Regions from separate parts of the Mus musculus genome. Here region 1 is linked to region 2. The links are chromatin contacts, called in public HiCAR-type maps. All regions are on one chromosome and are shown on one strand. Each heading gives the region's core, a stretch centred on a gene start, on an enhancer-like site or on the middle of the called end of the contact. The rest is flanking DNA. Distances are from core to core; before and after follow the strand shown.

What was found. HiCAR-type assays count read pairs that join an accessible place to other places.
Region 1: a HiCAR-type map of Th17 cells shows a contact between it and region 2, with 5 times the contacts expected there. The contact joins two enhancer-like sites. A contact is called at or near these places in 7 of 484 Hi-C or Micro-C datasets (the C2C12 cell line, CD8 T cells, the CH12 cell line and 4 more) and 4 of 115 datasets of contacts at active chromatin or transcription factors (CD8 T cells, Th17 cells, effector CD8 T cells and 1 more).

The regions. Positions count from the first base shown.
Region 1 is chr4:63,932,706-63,939,194 of GRCm38.p6, reverse strand. No RefSeq gene overlaps it. Among named protein-coding and RNA genes, the nearest start is that of 8030451A03Rik, 49 kb to the left of the region's middle. Within about 2 kb of position 3,729, at least 10 of the 459 cell types and tissues checked have an H3K27ac peak or open chromatin away from gene starts, as enhancers often do. A contact at or near this core is called in Th17 cells, where this site is marked.
Region 2 is chr4:63,642,339-63,648,448 of GRCm38.p6, reverse strand. No RefSeq gene overlaps it. Among named protein-coding and RNA genes, the nearest start is that of Gm11482, 11 kb to the right of the region's middle. Within about 2 kb of position 3,873, at least 13 of the 459 cell types and tissues checked have an H3K27ac peak or open chromatin away from gene starts, as enhancers often do. A contact at or near this core is called in Th17 cells, where this site is marked.

The DNA.
Region 1 (6,489 bases), core at 2,480-4,979, 290 kb before region 2:
ACCTCCCCAGACAAATGAGAAGGCAGCTCAGCTCTTCCATACTAGAAGCCTGAAGAGATACACACAGCCATCTACGAAGACAAACACAAGGATGCCTCCTGCACTTTTGAATAAATAGAGAATAAATGAAATATGGCATTTGACTCTATAATGTTACTCATATGTATTCTCAGAGCTAAGACTACGGAGGGCATTCAGCAATCAGATATACGTACAGTTAGGTATCACAACTTTAATTACTTGTGTTTTACGTGGATATATGCATCTGAACACTTAAAGACAATTTTTTTGTGGATAACTCCAAGTCAGGTTCATGAACCTGCAGCATCTGAGAGAAGAAGAAAATAGATCCAGAGGTTTTGGGCAAAGAAAAGAGGAATGTTATCTACAGTGTTCAGCTGAGGCTGACAGAGGCTAATGGGGAATAGGACCAACCCTGTTGATCTGAATGATGGTGAGACCTATGACACCATTGTTCCCACTCTCCTGTGCTTTTTAGCATCCCCACACTTAAAGGGATGGGAGTACACCAGTGGCTTGTCTCAAGAACTGATGGAAGGTGCACTGTATTTGTAAGCCTAGGTTGACCAGGGAATACTTTCTGAGCCAGGTTGAAGGGTAGGACAAAGCTGAGGGAACTAACCAGAATGGGGGTGGGTGGGACCATGGGTGAGAGGGTTGACCAGGACTGGGAGGCAGCACCAATGTTTGTTGTGAAGCCATGGAGACTCAGATTTCAAACTCGTGGCTTCACCACATACTTAGGGGGTGGGGGGGGGATTCACAAATTCGATCGCACTTCACCTCTGATGGCTCTACTGTTTGTCTCATCAACCCAGCAGTTATCTGAGCTAAATGATTTTTTTAAATGCAGAATCCTATATAATTGAGAAGGAGGAAAAGGAGGAGGAGGAGGAGCAGGGAGGGAAGGAAGGGAAGAAGAAAACGATGAAAACCAAACTAAAACTCTGATTCTACGTATCCACCCCCTAACTCTTCCCCCACAGTGGCATCTGGTACTCTGGACACATCAGGACACTGGAGCACAAAGTTTGATGGATGCTGGTAACCTTGATCTACTTCATTGCAGACTTCCCTGCTGGTGTTTGTAACTGAAGCTGATGACAGGCGAAGCTTGACATCCTCTGCCTTTCACTCCTTCTCTCTGTGATCTGGCAAAGCCTAACTCCACCCTACTGTTCTAGACACACTGGAAGTGTGGCTAAGGACCTGGAGTCTTTGAAGAATACAGAGCTATTCAGGCCACACTCGTGCCTCAGCTCCCAGTTCCTGGTCCTAGCTACAGTGAGCAGGTTTGAGAAGGCACCTTGAGACTGGTGAACCTCCTGGCCATTGACTGCCATATTGGCTTGGAAGTGCTACTGATGTGTGTAAAGCATCTTGTACTGTGGCAAACAAGAACCACCAGCTATGCCTCCTTTGTTTATCTAAAGCTCCCTTTTTTGGCCAAATGCCCAAGTAATGAGGAACTTAAATGGAAGATGGTTCAATTTTCTATCCTTCCCGTTCAGCATCACTGTCCCCTTTCCAAAAACCACTATGCTGGTAGAATGGTTCATTTTATGGATCAACTTGGCTAGATCATAGAGCCCAAAGGTACTTAGTTAAACCTGTTTGGATGTAGATTTGAAGGTATAAATCTTCAGCATGGGTTACCATGTAAACAAGCTAACTGGATAAAACACATTAGCCATCATAGAGTAGGTGGCCTCATGAGAGTTCAAGGCACTAAGGAGAGGACTGACCTTCTCCACAGCAGAAGGAATTCTTCCAGCAGATGGATTTTATGCCTGAAGTGCTCCATTAAATCTTCACAGGCCCTCTAGCCTACCAGCTTATTCTGCAGACTTAGAGCCTGGCAGCCTCCTCACTCTCTCTAAGATCTATCTATCTATCTATCTATCTATCTATCTATCTATCTATCTATCTATCTATCCATCCATCCATCCATCCATCTATCTATCTATCTATCTATCTACCTATCTGTATCTATCTTTCCTCTCTCTTTCACACACAGTATCTTACTGGTTTATTTTTCTATATTTTTAGTGTGTGTGTGTGTGTGTGTGTGTGTGCATGAGGAAGCCAGATATCAATGTTAGGAATCTTCCTTTCTCACTTTTCACATTGTTTGGGACAGGGTATCTCACTCAACCAGGGGCTCACTATCTGCTTACACCTACTGCACAACAAACTCTGGACATTCTTTTGCCTCTGTCTCATCATTGAGGGTTAAAGACAAATACGGACATTCTCAACTTTTATATGGGTGAGGGAAAGCACCATTTGGGTCCTCATGTTTTGAGGTGGGCACTTTAGCCACTTAGCCCTCTCCCCAGCCCATATTTCAATTGGTTGAAACAACTGATGGTTCTGTGTCTCTGGAGATGCCATACTAATACAATTTAAGCCAATTTCATGTTTCGTACAGAGGTATGTACCCAAGCTTTCAACGTAATAAATGGAAGGTAAAAAGATTAGTGCCCCTTAGCAACCCTGCTCAATCAGTTTTCAAGGCTTTTTTCATCCTAAGGAGATGTTCATGGTTAGTGGTAATTGCTAACTGGATAAATCTTGGAGTTCCTTAAACACGGTACCCTGAGCATGCCTGTGGTTGATTACCTTGGTTGTATTAAGTGAGATGGGAAAAACCATCTTAACTGTGGGCAGCAGATCCTGAACAGTAGAAACTGAAGAAGAAGCAAAGCACTCCCATGCCTTGCCCCTCTCTGCCTTCTGATTGTGGATGTGGGTGACCAGCTGCTTCAAGCTCCTGCTGCCTTGATGTGTCTGACCATCATGAAGGACCTTGAACTGTGAGCCCAGATAGCAGACAAACAGACAAACAAACAAACAAATAAAACACTTTCTCTACCATGTTGCCTTTCATCACAGAAACTACGACAGAGGTAAAAAACCTCAACTTGAAAGAGTAAACTTGAAGGCAATAGGAGACATCTGGGAAACCATGACTGAAGTGGAGGTGTGTATTTACCATAAATTGGTACCATGGTTACATTTGTGATCTCAGTCTCCTCGAATCTCTGAGCTATATGAATCAGGAGAACTTAGTGAACTATGGATGCAAAGGGCTGCCTGCTGCATACTGAATACTGAGTTAATCACTGGGACAGATATTAGCATTTACCACACAACAATCAGGAAGTCAAATTTAATTGTAACCACAAGTGCGGTGTTGGGCGCTGTTTTCAGTAGGGGTGATAAGGTGCAAGTTCGGCAGCCATAGTGAGGATCATACAGAATCTATATGTACAAGATACATTTCAAATGGGCAAATCTCAGGTGAGTTTTAAGAGCTAAGTAAGGGTGAGTGTGGAATTAACATGCAGTGCCCTGAGACAGAACAGGTGTTTGGGTTTATAGAGGTCACAATAAGATACAGAATAATAACCACCTCTCCTTCATCCATCTGGTGTCCTGCATGTAGTGATTCCACTTAAGTCTGTCTTTGATCCAATAAGGGTCATTCTGGAGCCAGCCTCACCGTCTGCTTTGCTGTGTAAGGAGTGAACGAACTGTAAAGCGACTTCACCCTGGACTCCGGGGAGAATGGGGAAATTCCCCTGGAAGCCCAAAGTGAACAGAAGCCAAACACTGGGCTTTTTCTGAGCAAATATTTTGAGAGAAACCAAAGTGATGATGAGGTGGAAGGCTGCATGGGGCTGTCCCCTCACACAGACGCAAGTCGATGAAAACAGGGATTCGCACAGATGAATCATTGCCAGTCCTCTCCAGAGAGCCTTCGCTAATGGCAACACAATAAATACCATGTCAAAAAAAAAATTCTGACAACTGTTCTAGAAATTGCGCCTGAAATTGGGGAAAGGAGACATTGGAGTGTGGAAACTCGGGATTCTTACCCCTGGCTTTGGTGAGAAATCTCTTAGTCTTCTGAAGTAGTAGTTCTAAAGTCTGGATGAGCTGTAAGAGCAATTCCATCACTTCTCTTACTTGGTGGGCCGGGGAGTATTGTGCCCTTTGACACCAAGAAAGAGGACAGTCATGGAGGAGAGGAGAAGTCCCTCTCATCAGGAGACAGGAGGAAGAGGAAAGCTGTCTGGTGTGTTTTACAGAAAATGAAGTGGTTACAGATTTTTTTTTAAAATTATTATTAATTTATTTTTTACACTCCATATTTATTCCCCCCGACCCTATCCACCCTCTGACTGTTCCACATCCCATAATTCCTCCCCTCCCCTCCCCCCAGTCTCCACATGGAAGTCCCCACCACCCCCACCCCACCTGACCTCTAAACAACACCTGGGGTCTCCAGTCTCTTGAGGGTTAGGTACATCATCTCTGAATGAACACAGACCCAGAAGTCCTCTACTATATGTGTGCTGGGGACCTCATATCCGCTTGTATATGCTGTCTGTTTGGTGGTCCCGAGTTTGAGAGATCTCGGGGGTCAGATTAACTGAGACTGCTGGTCCTCCTACAGGATCACCCTTCTCTTCAGCTTCTTTCAGTCTTCCCTAATTCAACAACAGGGTTCAGCTGCTTGGCTGGGTGCAAATATCTGCATCTGACTCTTTCAGCTTCTTGTTGGCTCTTCTGGGGTGAGGTCATGCTAGGTCCTTTTTTGTGAGCACTCCATGGCCTCAGTAATAGTGTCAGGCCTTGGGACCTCCCCTTGAGCTGGATCCCACTTTGGGCCTGTTTCTGGAACTTCTATTCCTCAGGATCCTCTCCATTTCCATCCCTGTAATTTTTTCAGACAGGAACATAGATGTGAGCGTAGGATGGCAACCCCATCCCTCACTTGATGCCCTGCCTTCCTGTTAGAGGTGAGACCTATAAGTTCCCTCTTGGGACTACTTCTGATAATAGCTGTTTAACTCTTGAAAAATACCATAATGTTTTCCAAACATCTTCACCTTTTTACACCCCAACAGTAGTTAGTATATTTTTATTTCTTCACGCTGTCAGCAACAGTTAATTTTATCTGCATTTTTATTATAACCATTTGAATGAATGCCAAGTGATTTTAATGTGCAATTCCCACATAGCTAATGAAGTTGAGCATTTTTTCATATGCTTATGGCTCTTTTTTTTTATTTTGTAGGAGAAATATTCAAATAAGCCTTATTCACTTGTATTATCCACCTTTTAGGTAATATTAATTATTTCTCATAATTATATGTGAGACCAAAATGATCTCAATGAAGACTTTAATTTGAATTATAGTATTATTTTAAAACTTGCAGTAGAAGGGAGTCCAGGAAAAAAAAGTACTAAATCATTTTTCACCAAAGAAGATATACCAATGACTCTAAGCACATGAAAATAACGTTCAACATCGTTAGCCATAGAACCCTCAAGCTTATCAGCAGTAAAGTATAATTGCACATCAATCAAAACAGCCAAAGTCAAAGTTAATGAAAAAGAAAGGCAAATGGTGGTAGGACCCGAAAAGCAGGGTCATTTGCACATTGTTGGCAAAGATGGAAAATGGTGCAGCTTCCCTGCAGAACGGTTTGTCAGAATATTTTAAAACAACCAAAAGGTACCACTGCTATCTGATGCAGCAATCCTTCTCTTTGGAACTGGTCCCTGAGAATTCCGTACTTCTGGTCACACTGGAACCTTTCTGCCCTTGTTCAGAGAAGCCGTATTCCCAGTAACAATTGAGTGACTTGTTTTTCTCATCAGTGTGACCAAGCACCTGGCAGAAGCAACTTAAGGGAAGAGACAATTGTTTGGGCTTGTGATTTCAGCTCATCATGATTGGGAAGGCATGGCAGTTTCTAGAGTATGCAGTGGGAACCCCTCACACCCTAGAAGATGGGAAAGGGAATGCTTCTAAGCCAACCTCACAAAGCCAACCTCACCATGCATACCTGCACCAAAATATCCACAACTTTCCAAACAGTACCTCCAGCTGGGGACCAAGAACTTAAACTCATGAGTCTGTGGAAGACTCTGTGCATGTGAACCGCAGTAACCCCCGAACCAGAAACACTTACATGCTCTCCTAGAAATGGTTGCATGTGGTGCTGGACCAATATCACAGAACGTTACATAAATGAGCAAGTGTAAGAGGTTACCACTGCATGTGTACCTAAGAAACTAAGCTGAGTTAGGGGCAGTGAATCACAAAGGGACACATGCGGTGATGTGTGCAGCAAAGTGACAGAAAGTGATAAGTGCTTGCCAAATGTACAGATTTGCCACAGACTATGGGAGAGAGACTTGAGTGTAACAATCATAGTCAGTATCAGGAAACAGACCTAAGGCAAGGGCCTGCACCTTGAGTGTCGGTGCCTAGGCCTCATAACTTCATAACTTGCTAAAACGCTGTAATTGTAGAAAAGCACCAGACTACATGCATTCCTTCTAAAAGCACACGAATCTACAACAATGTCAAAATAAAAGTTTGCGAGCTTGTGACATGGCTCAGAAAGTAAAGTCATTGCCCCCAAGAATGATGACACAAGTTCCAGCCCC
Region 2 (6,110 bases), core at 2,624-5,123:
TAGACAAGGCTGCCCACTTTCTCCCTACCTTTTCAACATAGTACTTGAAGTATTAGCCAGAGCAATTCGACAACAAAAGGAGATCAAGGGGACACAAATTGGAAAGGAGGAAGTCAAAATATCACTTTTTGCAGATGATATGATAGTATATATAAGTGACCCTAAAAATTTCACCAGAGAACTCCTAAACCTGATAAACAGCTTCGGTGAAGTAGCTGGATATAAAATTAACTCAAACAAGTCAATGGCCTTTCTCTACACAAAGAATAAACAGGCTGAGAAAGAAATTAGGGAAACAACACCCTTCTCAATAGTCACAAATAATATAAAATATCTCGGCGTGACTCTAACTAAGGAAGTGAAAGATCTGTATGATAAAAACTTCAAGTCTCTGAAGAAAGAAATTAAAGAAGATCTCAGAAGATGGAAAGATCTCCCATGCTCATGGATTGGCAGGATCAATATTGTAAAAATGGCTATCTTGCCAAAAGCAATCTACAGATTCAATGCAATCCCCATCAAAATTCCAACTCAATTCTTCAACGAATTAGAAGGAGCAATTTGCAAATTCATCTGGAATAACAAAAAACCTAGGATAGCAAAAACTCTTCTCAAGGATAAAAGAACCTCTGGTGGAATCACCATGCCTGACCTAAAGCTTTACTACAGAGCAATTGTGGTAAAAACTGCATGGTACTGGTATAGAGACAGACAAGTAGACGAATGGAATAGAATTGAAGACCCAGAAATGAACCCACACACCTATGGTCACTTGATCTTCGACAAGGGAGCTAAAACCATCCAGTGGAAGAAAGACAGCATTTTCAACAAATGGTGCTGGCACAACTGGTTGTTATCATGTAGAAGAATGCGAATCGATCCATACTTATCTCCTTGTACTAAGGTCAAATCTAAATGGATCAAAGAACTTCACATAAAACCAGAGACACTGAAACTTATAGAGGAGAAAGTGGGGAAAAGCCTTGAAGATATGGGCATAGGGGAAAAATTCCTGAACAGAACAGCAATGGCTTGTGCTGTAAGATCGAGAATTGACAAATGGGACCTAATGAAACTCCAAAGTTTCTGCAAGGCAAAAGACACCGTCAATAAGACAAAGAGACCACCAACAGATTGGGAAAGGATCTTTACCTATCCTAAATCAGATAGGGGACTAATATCCAACATATATAAAGAACTCAAGAAGGTGGACTTCAGAAAATCAAACAACCCCATTAAAAAATGGGGCTCAGAACTGAACAAAGAATTCTCACCTGAGGAATACCGAATGGCAGAGAAGCACCTGAAAAAATGTTCAACATCCTTAATCATCAGGGAAATGCAAATCAAAACAACCCTGAGATTCCACCTCACACCAGTCAGAATGTCTAAGATCAAAAATTCAGGTGACAGCAGATGCTGGCGAGGATGTGGAGAAAGAGGAACACTCCTCCATTGTTGGTGGGATTGCAGGCTTGTACAACCACTCTGGAAATCCGTCTGGCGGTTCCTCAGAAAATTGGACATAGTACTACCGGAGGATCCAGCAATACCTCTCCTGGGCATATATCCAGAAGATGCCCCAACTGGTAAGAAGGACACATGCTCCACTATGTTCATAGCAGCCTTATTTATAATAGCCAGAAGCTGGAAAGAACCCTGATGCCCCTCAACAGAGGAATGGATACAGAAAATGTGGTACATCTACACAATGGAGTACTACTCAGCTATTAAAAAGAATGAATTTATGAAATTCCTAGCCAAATGGATGGACCTGGAGGGCATCATCCTTAGTGAGGTAACACATTCACAAAGGAACTCACACAATATGTACTCACTGATAAGTGGATATTAGCCCAAAACCTAGGATACCCAAGTTATAAGATACAATTTCCTAAACACATGAAACTCAAGAAAAATGAAGACTGAAGTGTGGACACTATGCCCCTCCTTAGAAGTGGGAACAAAACACCCTTGGAAGGAGTTACAGAGACAAAGTTTGGAGCTGAGATGAAAGGATGGACCATGTAGAGACTGCCTTATCCAGGGATCCACCCCATAATCAGCATCCAAACGCTGACACCATTGCATACACTAGCAAGATTTTATCGAAAGGACCCAGATGTAGCTGTCTCTTGTGAGACTATGCCGGGGCCTAGCAAACACAGAAGTGGATGCCCACAGTCAGCTAATGGATGGATCACAGGGCTCCCAATGGAGGAGCTAGAGAAAGTACCCAAGGAGCTAAAGGGATCTGCAACCCTATAGGTGGATCAACATTATGAACTAACCAGTACCCCGGAGCTCTTGACTCTAGCTGCATATGTATCAAAAGATGGCCTAGTCGGCCATCACTGGAAAGAGAGGCCCATTGGACACACAAACTTTATATGCCCCAGAACAGGGGAACGCCAGGGCCAAAAAGGGGGAGTGGGCGGGTAGGGGAGTGGGGGTGGGTGGGTATGGGGGACTTTTGGTATAGCATTGGAAATGTAAATGAGCTAAATACCTAATAAAAAATGGAAAGAAAAAAATGAAAACCAACCAAAAAATAAGAAACCCAAGAATGCTAATGCCAATATGTCAAAGCTGAAATCATCCACAATAAAGTAAATGTGTTATAACTGGAAAAAAAAAATAAATGAGTTCTAGAAGACAGTTTCTTATTCGATCAAAAGGAACCAGTGTGGCTTGCTCCATCCTTCTCTCTTTGAACTGATACTACATCTTCAACTGCTGTCCCACTAGCTCTTTCTGCCATGATGGAAATGTCCCTGCACATCTTCAGTGGCTCATTAAGAAGCTACAAGTCACTCGAAAAGCAGCCAGTGCCTGAGCACTAGATTCTTTTTCTTTCGTTTCAATTCATCTAAACTTAAAACGCTGCCTGTGGCTGATGGTTACCTTACTGGGCAGCTAGGACTAAAGAATGACAGATTATCTGAGTCCAGGGTTGGTCCATCCATCTCCACTCATTGTTACAGGAATGAAATAAAGCTTCAGGTCTCAAGTCACCATCAATCAAGTTTTCTGGTCCCACAGCTTCATGTGCTGTTACTGATATTAGTAGGGAGGGAGACTGGAATGCTCCGGTGAAAGGAGGAATAGAACAGAAGCCTCCCCATTCCCCTCACACTCACATCCTCTCTGACTCAAGGCACGAATTTCTCAAACAGCCACAACACATCCTGCTATATGCCTCCCCTGCCATGCTTCTCTGATGTAGGGGTGTCTGTGTGTGTGTGTGTGTGTGTGAGAGAGAGAGAGAGAGAGAGAGAGAGAGAGAGAGAGAGAGAGAGAGAGAATTTATGCCTCGTGTGTAACACAGTAGATAAGGGAGTGTCTCCTGAAGGAGTTATTGTAGAGCTTGTCTCAAAATGGATGGAAAGACAAGTGCATGTGAGGAGAGTCCTGGAGTTCAGTCACCTACGGAAAGATGGGAGCCTTAGAATATACACCTCAACTGCTCTGGGAATCAGACACTCCCAACATCTTACTCTGATTGGGTCTCCAAGCCTGGATTTCTTCTTTTGGTCATAGAAGGTCCCACTAGCCTTGGACCACACTGAAAGATGGAACTGGGAGAGTTGAACTCCAATGAGTGGACAGGAAGCAAGCACAGCAACCAGCCCTATGAGTGGTCCTCTCTGTTAATACCTGAAGTGCCCAGGGATTGATATCCTCAAACACTACCATTGACACAGCCCTCCTCACTGCTCTGCAGAATGAAGAGTCTCACACACACACACACACACACACACACACACACACACACACCCTGGTGTGGTGAATCTGAACACACAGGGCAATGAGCAGAGCTTCTAGTATCACTCAAAAACAGAGTGCTGGCAGAATTGTTTCCTTTAGGGAAAGCAGAGAAAACCCCAGAGTCTAAAGCTATGACAACAGAAGCCACAAAGGAAATAGCTGGGACTACAACACAGCCCTTAGGCTGGAAGGATGGAGGAAGGTTGTTATGACAACCTGCTAGTCTTCATCCATTAACAATGCCAGCAGATTTGTTCTATAGTAAGCTACAGATTACTAAATGATAAGTTCTAAATATAATATGACTTTCATCAAAATCAATGTATATCAAAGAGGTGTGTGTGTGTGTGTGTGTGTGTGTGTGTGTGTGTGTGTGTGTGTGTGTTCACATGTGTGGTAACTAGGTCTCTCAGTGAATCTAGAGCTCACCATTTTGGCTAGACTATCTAACCAGCAAGCTCCAGAAAAAGGATGGGGAAGAAATGATGCCTCACTTCCTGTGTGCATCAGAGTTTCAGTAGGCCAATCCCACAGCAGAGATAGTATGTGTCACAGCAAGGGTACCTAGAAGTAATTTCCCTTCAGGCTTCCCAGAGGAAGGTGAATCATTCTGCTTTCACTCCCTCATTAGGTTATATGAGCATACATACATATGTATATGTATACACAAAGATAGCTATGGTATATGTAATATATGTGATGTGTGTACACATATAGATATGCATCTTTGTATGCATACATGTACATGTGTATGTACATGCATGCAGATAATATATGTATATATGTGGATGTACATATTATGTATTATATGTACAAATTTACAAGCCTATATGTGTGTGTGTATACACATATACATATATATGTGTATATGTGAATGGGTATATATGTGTGTGTGCATGTGTGTATTTACATACAGACATTTATGTATATATAGATGTGTGTGTGTATGTGTGTATGTATGTATATGTATATATATATGGGTGTATATATACATGTAGATATATGTACATGCAGATAGAGACATATACATACACATAGTTATTCATTTATATACCCATACATATGTATAAAATATTTGCTTCTTGCCCACAATAGGTCACAGACTTCCTTCTGACTCAAATCCACTTCATATGGAGAAAGTTCAGATTTTGAGTCCTGGAGTTCACCATTTTGGGTAGACTCAAATCTCAGGCCACAGGACCAAGGAATCATAAAGAAGACAGCCGAAATGAGATCCATGAGAGGCTAATGTAAGAGTCAACTCCACAGGAGGTACTCCAGAGCAGGGCAGAAGTGGTGGTCAGAGTGGGAAGTGCCTCATGAATTGTAACCTAAGCACAGGGAACTCAATAAGATGATGCTGAGCTGGTGTCCCAGCACCTTACATCAGGGTCACCTTCAAGAAGCCCCTGGCTAGGCTCTGTGCATCTTCTGATTCCTGATATGGCTGTGTGTCTGCTGCTGAATCATATGGGGAGGAACTCGACCCCCCCGCTCTGCCACATTCTCAGTTTGGGAGCACCCCTAGTCTCTCTCTACAGAATGTTCAGAAGAGGCACTGGGGTAGTAAGAGCTGTGGACTTTGTTGTGTTTCTTTCTTTCTTCCAATGCTCAGCCTCCAACCACCACATGGAAATGAGGAGAAAATTACAAAACAATTGGGAGTCTGACAATTGGGGAAGCCCAGAGATCCTGGGGTATAGGAATATTTTATTTAATTCATAGATTGTGAACTGGCACTATAACGTATCATTTATACTCTAGTCTTTTATGAACCTGAACAAAAAGGCTTGCTGACAAGGTAAATCACTACCCAGCATACTAGAAAACTCAAGATGTTTAAAATACAGGGGATCTAGTCAGGGGTCCACAAGCAACAATAAGAATAAATGAATATGCTTACAAAAGGAAAATAAAAGCATTGCATAAGTCCACAGCTGCAGAGTTGTACACAGTGCAGCGTCTGAGAGTTACTGTCCCTAGAACTCTTGGGAGCTAAAGTTCTCAGCTTTTATGCCTGGACCATTTCTTATAAGGCATGGGGGAGAGATGGCTTTGCAGTGGTGAGAGTTGTGTCCAGATACAATTATGGGTCTATTCTATTCAGAGTGTATGGCTAGAAGCCTGACCCAGAGACTTGCACCTTTCCCCTCCCAACCCCTTGGAGTGACACCTACTAGATATGTCACAACAGCAAGGAAATTCAAAAGAGAATCTAAAGGCAATCTTACGAGATTTGGGGACTCTCTGAAGGCTCACTCTAAACTCAGCCCTGGGGTAGCTCCCAGCTGACAGTGGAGGTTGTCATCTCCATCCCACCAGTATCAAAACGGGGTAAAGAG